Regions from separate parts of the Danio rerio genome. Here region 2 is linked to region 1. Evidence: chromatin contacts called from public Hi-C data. All regions are on one chromosome and are shown on one strand. The core of a region is the stretch at or near the end of the contact, and the rest is flanking DNA. Distances in the headings are between cores, read along the strand shown.

What was found. A called contact is a pair of places that touch in the nucleus more often than the background predicts.
Region 2: a contact with region 1 is called in a Hi-C map of embryo, with 2.6 times the contacts expected there. The contact joins the enhancer-like site here to the promoter of odad4 in region 1. A contact is called at or near these places in 5 of 18 Hi-C or Micro-C datasets (caudal fin, embryo, hematopoietic stem cells and 1 more) and 1 of 4 datasets of contacts at active chromatin or transcription factors (caudal fin).

Annotation. Positions count from the first base shown.
Region 1 is chr3:16,691,623-16,695,995 of GRCz12tu, reverse strand. It overlaps odad4 (outer dynein arm docking complex subunit 4), which reads right to left and starts at 3,101. Exons shown (of 12, transcript NM_200316.1): 1 at 2,867-3,101; 2 at 2,630-2,761. The coding sequence starts at 2,983.
Region 2 is chr3:16,785,561-16,789,917 of GRCz12tu, reverse strand. aclya (ATP citrate lyase a) reads right to left here. Exons shown (of 29, transcript NM_001002649.2): 25 at 4,102-4,215; 26 at 3,071-3,153; 27 at 2,665-2,741; 28 at 1,240-1,428; 29 at 131-993. The coding sequence ends at 1,334. Among named protein-coding and RNA genes, the nearest start is that of si:ch73-141c7.1, 22 kb to the left of the region's middle. Within about 2 kb of position 2,552, at least 7 of the 62 cell types and tissues checked have an H3K27ac peak or open chromatin away from gene starts, as enhancers often do.

The DNA.
Region 1 (4,373 bases), core at 1,852-4,351:
GTGCCAAGACAATATCCCCACACCATTACACAACCACACGCCTGAACCTTTGATACAAGGCAGGATGGATCTATGCTGTCATGTCGTTGACGCCAAATTCTGACCCTACCATCCAAATGTCGCAGCAGAAATCGAGACTCATCAGACCAGGCTACGTTTTTCCAATCTTCTATTGTCCAAATTTAGGGAGCCTGAGTGAACTGTAGCCTCAGTTTCCTGTTCTTAGCTGACAGGATTGGCACTCGGGAGTGGTCTTCTGCTGCTGTAGCCTATCCGCCTCAAGGTTGGACGTGTTGTTCGTTTAGAGATGCTCTTCTGCATATTAAAGAAGATTTCTATTCTCTCAGTGTGAAGTATTTTCTAAGTGTAAAGCAGTTAATTTTCTCTTCTCAAAATGTATGTAGTGTTTGCAGCAAACATGCCAGCCTGTGTTAAAAATACAGTGATATGTCTGTGTAAGATGAGTATGCCTGCACAGGAGCAACACTAGGAGAAGGCTGAGTGACTGATTGTGTAGAATAACTGAATATGTAAAGCACTGATCATATATGTTAAATACTTCTATAAAGCTATATGTGTCAGAAGTTAGAATGAGTAATATATTATCAAGTTATTATCCTATCATAACAATGTATGTAAACACTTAGTTCCTTTGCATAAGTTGCATCTATACTTTGCTGACATAGACCTGTAACATCTCTGCTGACATGAGCTAGTGGGCTGAGAGCCAAGAATAGCAGGACCCCTTAGACTAGAAACCTATTCAAAAATGGTCAAGAGTTAAAAAGAGACTTAGGGGTGTGTCAAATAATCCTGTATAAAAATTGTAACAAACACACTGAAACTTTAGAAGGTGCAGGAGAGACTTCAGAATGCTCTGGGGTCTGCTCTGCTCTTTCTCGGCTTTATTATGGAGAATAAAGTCTATTTTCTGATATTCAAAACCTCCGGTCTGATAATTTGTAATTAATGAGAAGTCAATATTTACCACAATACCTCGGCTGTAACAAGTGGTAATTTGAGTTACTGTTGCCATTCTATCAGCTGGAACCAGTCTGGCCATTCTCCTCTGACCTCTGGCATCAACAAGGCATTTGCGCCCACAGAACTGCCGCTCACTGGATATTTTCTCTTTTTCTGACCATTCTTTGAAAACCCTAGAGATGGTGTGAAAATCCCAGTAGATCAGTAGTTTCTCAAATACTCAGACCAGGACAGATGTACCCAATAAGTGGCCAGTGAGTGTGTATAGTAGAGCAAAATGGAATAAACAAATCAACAATCTGACATATTTATAGTGGTCTTCTGCATAAATATGACACCAAACAATATTGGTTATCACATTTAAACCTGTTTGCACAGATCAGTTAAAGACGAGAGAGTCTTACTTATGTGGGTTGCCAAAATCATAGGTTGCCATTTCATCATAAGTTGCCAACATTTTTTCCCTGTTTGTCAACGTATTCTGGTACACCAAAAATAATTTAGAAATAAAACACTAGGTTTTATTTCTAAATTAAATGCATCATTTAGTGTTTTAAATATTTGTGTCTGATAGTTACTTAACTTTTAATATTATTAACCCCCTTAAAATATCCTTCTTTCAATTGGCTACAGAACAAACCAGTGTTATCCTATTATTCATAATTATCCTAAATTACATAATTGTACCTAGTTAAGCCTTTAAATTGCAGTTTGAGAAATCAGGGCACCTTTGAGGAATTAAAAGTTTAAACAGATATATTTACTGAAATAATATTTTAGTTACCGATCATCTTTAGAAATAGAAAGATAATTCAATTCAATTCAAGCTGTAAAAAAAAAATTACAACCTACAAAACAACAAACTTAATTTTTTTATTACAGATAAATTTGGGTGTACTGGTTTTTGGACAGTTGTAGTAAGTTATTTTGATAGATAAGCTTCAGATTTGGCTTCAGTACTGAATAATCTATTGTATATTTAAATATAATATTGTATAGCTTCCTATTAAAATATGAATTTAAAAGATAGATTTGTGAGGGGTGTACTCTTATGTTAATCACTGCTTGTATATTTTTTGGATGTGGTTTTTAAAGGTAAATGTAGGTCTAGGTTATACCATGTGTTTTAATTGCAGAACTCCTCTATTTAAAAAAGAAAGAAATAAACAGAAAAAAAACAAGTTCTGAAGCCTCAGCCAGGTAATAAAAAGTAGGGCAAATTTTACTCAAAAGTAACGTAATGCATTATTACCATATAAAGTTACTAAGTAACACAACTAGTTACTTTTTGGGGAGTAACTCAATATTGTAATGCATTACTTTCTAAAGTAACTTTCTGCTTGTATAGCTCATATCAAAAATGTAAATTGTAAACTTGGATTTTATTTCTTGTATAATGTCTTTTTATAATTTTATTTATAAAATATAATCGCTGTTGCTGTTGTTTATATTAAAAAGTGGGCTATACATGGAATTCAAATTACTTATCAGATATCCAGAGAACGATCGAATCAGATTATACAAGTACGCCCTCTTCAGGGCAAATGCCTTACTACACAGATACATATCAACGGTAACTTTACTGAAAAATGCATTTCAGAGCAAAAACGAGAGGAAAATAAGCCAGTACTGCAAATAAACACACCTTGAAGTAGTTTTTGTTGTCTTTAAGTGAGCTCTCGGCGTCTTTCAGCGCGTTTTCTGCGTCTCCGAGTTTAACATAACACCTGGATCTGGAAACTAAACAGTTCTTATCATCCGGTTGCAAAGTTAAAGCCTGGTGGATAACAGACAGCACGTATTTATTGTAAAATAAAACAAATTTAGACACACCATATTTTCAGATGTGCGTTTCACATAAAGCCTGCATGAGTTGGCTTACCGTAGTAAAGCTCTCGACGGCTTTGACATACTCTCCTCTCTGGAACAGCTGGTCTCCTTCAGCCATGTAGGTGGTGAAGGTGCTTTTCGGGCCTTGTCCTTCCTCGTTATCGAACATTTTAATCGTATTTTAGGCAAAATTATGTCAAAACGTTTCAGTACACATCTATACGTGAGGTTGCAGTCCTGTCTGGTGTATCCTAGCAACGTGACTAACAAAACACAGTGGGACCAATGAACTGTGAGAGGAACTTTGATTGACATGCCAACACACAGCACGCCATTTCACCCTAAATGTGCAAATTTACCTCAGAAAACGTTTCATTTATACTTTTTTATACTCTTTTAGACCATTTATACACCTTACTCTTTTGTTTTACACTATACATACTGTATACAATCATACTACACTGTAAAATCCAAAAATGTAAGGTTACTTGAACCATTTGTGGATTATAACAAACCATCTCAATCCAAAAACTAACCCTAATGAGTACTGTGAACTTAATCCATTTGAGTAAACGAAGCACTGAAGCACATTATTACTGTAAAAACCATTTAGAAGGCAACTCAAAACCGTGAGGAAACCAATTGCAACAAACAATTTGAGTTAAAAATTATCTATACTGTGGACTTACTCCATTTAAGTTGAATTAATGAGGTATTTATTAAACTCGTTACCTTAAACATTGAGTTTAAAACTGTTTTCAAATGAGTAGAATTAACTTTCAGTACATTTGGAGTTAACTACCGGGTTTTACAGTGCTTATGTGCTTTACTCAAATCAATTTTAAACTCATTTCACTTGATAAAGTTGACTGTTGGGTTTTAGTGTAATGATACACTCTAAAAAGGATGTTTTTTGTTTAAAATATCTTCAAAATGTTTGACATTTCATTCTGTAAATGTTTCTTTACACACACTTTGTCTTAGACATTTGCATGTTTAAAAATATACATGACCAAAAAAAAAATTTAGAATCTGTAATATCTTAGAATTAGTTATAATGTGGTTATTCTGCTCACAAAGGCTGCATTTATTCAAACATACAGCAAAATTCAATTGTATTAAGTATTTTTATTTAATGCAGCTCAAGTTTAATCAATTCCTGTGATTTAAAAGCATGATACAAAGTCTTCAGTGTCGAGACGAACATTTTCCAGCACACAGCCAGTCACTATTTAATGAACCAGCCTTTTTGAATGAATCATTTGAATGATGAATGAATCAATTAAGACAGCTGGCAGTTTTAGTGTCATGTTATGTTAATTCATGACGCTTAAAACAAGTATTTGCACAAAAATAAATGCATTTATATAATAGATATTGTTAAAAATACATTATGTAATTACCATTTTAAATTTATATATATTTTTTTCTGTGATAATCCAACTCCCATACAGTAAGTCTTTCTCTTTTAACAATTACATATTTTTTACGTGTGATTTGAGTTGTTAGTGATTTTGTACTAATATCTGATCATAATAGAAATGCAAATAATCATATAA
Region 2 (4,357 bases), core at 1,303-3,802, 94 kb before region 1:
ATCAGTATGGGAACAACACTAGCTCGGCACTAGCACCAACCTAATGAACGTTAGTGCTTCTACAAGGCATTTTGCACACTGCCATCTAGTGGGCATTTCGAATTAAAACACCGAGTCATGCTCACCAATGTTAGGAGTGATACAATTCATAGCTTTATTTAATATTACTACAAAGAAAAAATACATAGCTAATGAGCCCGCTTTTATATTCAATTTGGTGATGAACTTTAACTTTAAATGCGATCTTCATACAACTGCACTGGCAGATGGACCGTAAACATTGTGAATTTATGGAAACGCTGCACATTTACAAACAACACCAATGGCCAAAATACTGGTTTCATTTGTGTGTGTGTGTATATATATATATTGGTTATTAAAAATAGCAACATTCTTTCCCCTCCCCCTGCAAATTAGGTGATCTGGCATTTTTAAGCCTTACAAACACACACATGAAGCTATTGCTCGCTAGTGCACTAAAATATTGCACTGTGTTAATTAGAATAGACAATATTACTCAAAATAACACTCAAATAAAAATTACAAACATAGCTATGGGAAAACTGAAGTTACTCTTTAGGTGATTTTCAAAAGTTTAGTTTGCAGTCACGGCTGTTTTAAACAAAGCATTAATAATAATAATAATAATAATACACTGGGAATATTCCAGCAACCAGGCGATTTGGTTTCTAATATAATTTCCCTTTTGTAGGCACACCGACATAAGCAGATGTACATTTTGCAGAGATATATACGAGATGATGTGTACTACGGAGATATGGAATGTGTTGGGATGATTTCACAGTTTTAAAATGCCATTGCAACACAATCAACATCAGGCAGTCAGGTTACATTTACAGTTTATATTGGGACAGTAACTCAGGTTTGTTTTACACAAGAACACAAACATTCAGAACAGAGAAAAAACTAAACCAAAAAGGACACACACAAACACACTCACATCCGGAGAAGTGCAGATCCACATTTACACTCTCACACTCTCACACTCTCACACACTCTCACACTCTCACACTCTCACACTCTCACACTCACACACTCTCACACACTCTCACACACTCACACACACACACACACACACACACACACACACACACACACACACACACACACACACACACACACACACACACACACACACACACACACACACACACACACACACACACACACACACACACACACACACACACACACACACACACACACACACACACACACACACACACACACACACACACACACACACACACACACACACAACAGAGAAAAAGTGTTTCGACTTCATGGGTTCAGTGAGATCTGGATTCTGTCGTTACATGGTCATGTGTTCGGGAAGCACGTAGGAAATGTCATCCCAAGGATGGCGGTACAAACCCTGCTTCAGCCGCTTCTGGTCCAGATAATGACCTGCATACAAAGATACAAGCTTGTTTAAATAACGGTATTTCATAAGATATGGATCACTTACTCACACACAAGCTCACACAAGATGACACTCATGAACACTCACTTGCTCATGCTCGCTTGCTCGCGCACAAACACTCAGACGCATGCACTCACGCTCGCTCGCTCATGCACACATGCTAACATACGAACACTCACACACATTCGCACACACACACACACACACACACACACACACACTAATACTCACTCACGCACAAACACTCTCTCACGCATGCACACTCACATACTCACGCACACACACGGTTACGTAAGAATGCTCAAAAACAATCACGCACAAACACGTACGCTTGCGCACACTCACGGACGAACATTCGCACATGCTCAAGCAAACTCGTTCGCTCACTCTTGAGCATTCTTGCATGTTCTCACGCACTCACACTCACACGACCATGCTTGTTCACACATGAACACTCGCACACACACACACTCACGCATACACACAAGAATCCTCACTAACACTCAGACGCCTATGCTCGTTCATGCACAAAAACTCGCACACACACACTCACGCAAGAATCTTCACGACCACTCATGCACGAACATTTGCGCAGGAACACTCAGACACCTATACTCGTTCACGCACGAACACTCGCACACACACTCATGTAAGAATCCTCATGAACATGCACGAGCACTCGCGCGCGCACACCCACGCAAGTATCCTCAAGAACACTCGCACACAAACATTCAAGCACGAACACACGTGCACAGTCACATGACCATGCTCGTTCACGCACAAACACTCGCACACACTCACGCATGCTCACGCAATAATCCTCACGAACACTTGCGCACGAACACTCACATACGAACTCTCTCGCATGCAAACGCAAGAATCCTCAGGAACACTTGTGCACAAACACTCACACGAACTCTCTCGCACGAACACTTGCACGCATGCTCATGCAAGAATTCTTAACACTCGCGCACGAACCCTCACAAACTCCAACGACTATGGTCGGTCATGCATGAACACTCGCGCGCACACACACTCACGCATGCTAACGCAAGAATCCTCACGAACACTCGCGCACAAACACATGCCCTCACACACACACGCTCGCTCAAGTAACAACACTCGTGCACATGTGCATTCACTCACGCACACGGAAACGCACGCGCACAGACATGCATGCAAGCACACAGATACACACGCACACAGACAAACACACTCACCTATGAATCCCATGCTGCGTCCCAACACGAAGATGCCATTCAGTGCTCCGATCTCCACAAACTCATCCGCTTCGTCACTAACACATTAAAAATAAAGATTTTTTTATGTCAATTCATTACATTGTAAACCGCATATACAGAATAGAACATTATAGAAAACCTATAGAGAATCATCACACCCCTTTGAAATAATGACTTCATTGTCATACAGCCTGAAATCAAATCACACTCCACATAACTTTTCCAGCTTTTGATGTTTTTGCAGCCTTCCGACTTGTGCCTTTCTACTACTTTATCCCGAAGGCCTTTTGAAAGCAATGTATAAAGTGAGTAAATGTGTACATTTTCACAGGGTATGATAGATTTCTATTGGCACTAAGTAATAGTTTACTGGTGTTTTACTGACCGAGTGAAGCCACCGCAGGTCCTCAGCAGATCCACAAACGATACTCCAATGAAACCATCAACATTCAGAATCAGGTTTGGTTTCTGAGAGAAAGATTGATTTAAACGAAAAACAATTAGAATAATAATGTAACTTTAACAGGTTTAATGTTTATTGTGTGTACACTAAAATTCATACATTAGGTTAACTTTTTATTGTTATAAAATGGACTCATCCATGTTTACATCAACTAAAATGTCATTCAATGTAACAAACGTATAAAGATCTTGTCATGCATATTACAAACAAGAACTTTACACACTAGAACAGGGATTACCAAACTTTTTTCTGGAGGGCCGGTGTCCTGCAGATTCAAGCTAAAACCCTAATCAAACACATCTGAACAAGCTACTCAAGGTCTTACTAAGTATACTTGAAACACCCAGGCATGTGTGTTGAGGCAAGTTAAAGCTAAACCCTGCAGGGCACCGGACCTCCAGGAAAGAGATTGGTGACCTGTGCCCTAGCAGTAGAAAATGCTTATAAAAATTAAAAAAATAACAGCTTGCCAATAGTCTTATTACTGTATTCAGCAACGTGTAACCCAGAGTTTCCCAACCCTGTTCCTGGAGGCACACCAATAGTACATATTTTGGATGTCTGCCTTATCTAACCCATTCGTTTCAGGTTTCCGAGCCTCTTCTAATGCTCTGATGAAATAATTCATGAGTTTGATTAGGGAGAGGTTGAAAAGGTGTACTGTTGGTGTGCCTTCAGGAACAGGGTTGGGAAACACTGGTATACATGTTGCTAAACAACGTAATATGACAATTGGCAATCTGTTATCTTTTACATTTTTCTTCTAGTGTGAAAAGAGCAAAGTTGATGTAAGACAGTTCTCTACTGTTGTCCGAGAATGATCATCAGGACACTTAATAGTTCACGCTACACCTGTGATGTGGCTGTTAACACCTGTATGTGATGCTCTCTGCTTGTAATTGCATCACCTGGGATATATAAACAGAAACACAGACCCACATGAACGTTTGTACCTTTGAGGTGGTGATCTTCTCCACTTCCAGAGCATAGTCCAGCAGCTGGGTGGCAGGGAAATGCTGCTTCACAAAGTCTTTGAGGATCTGCACTCGCATATCAGGATTATTAATCTGAAGAAAATTTATGAATAAAAAAAAAATCAATGAAGCAAGCAAACAACAAGGGAAAAAGCAGTCTAAAAGTCACCTACTTGTAATATTTATAAGGCCCAAACTAATTTAGAAGTGATTTTTACTGGTTTGCAATTAAACA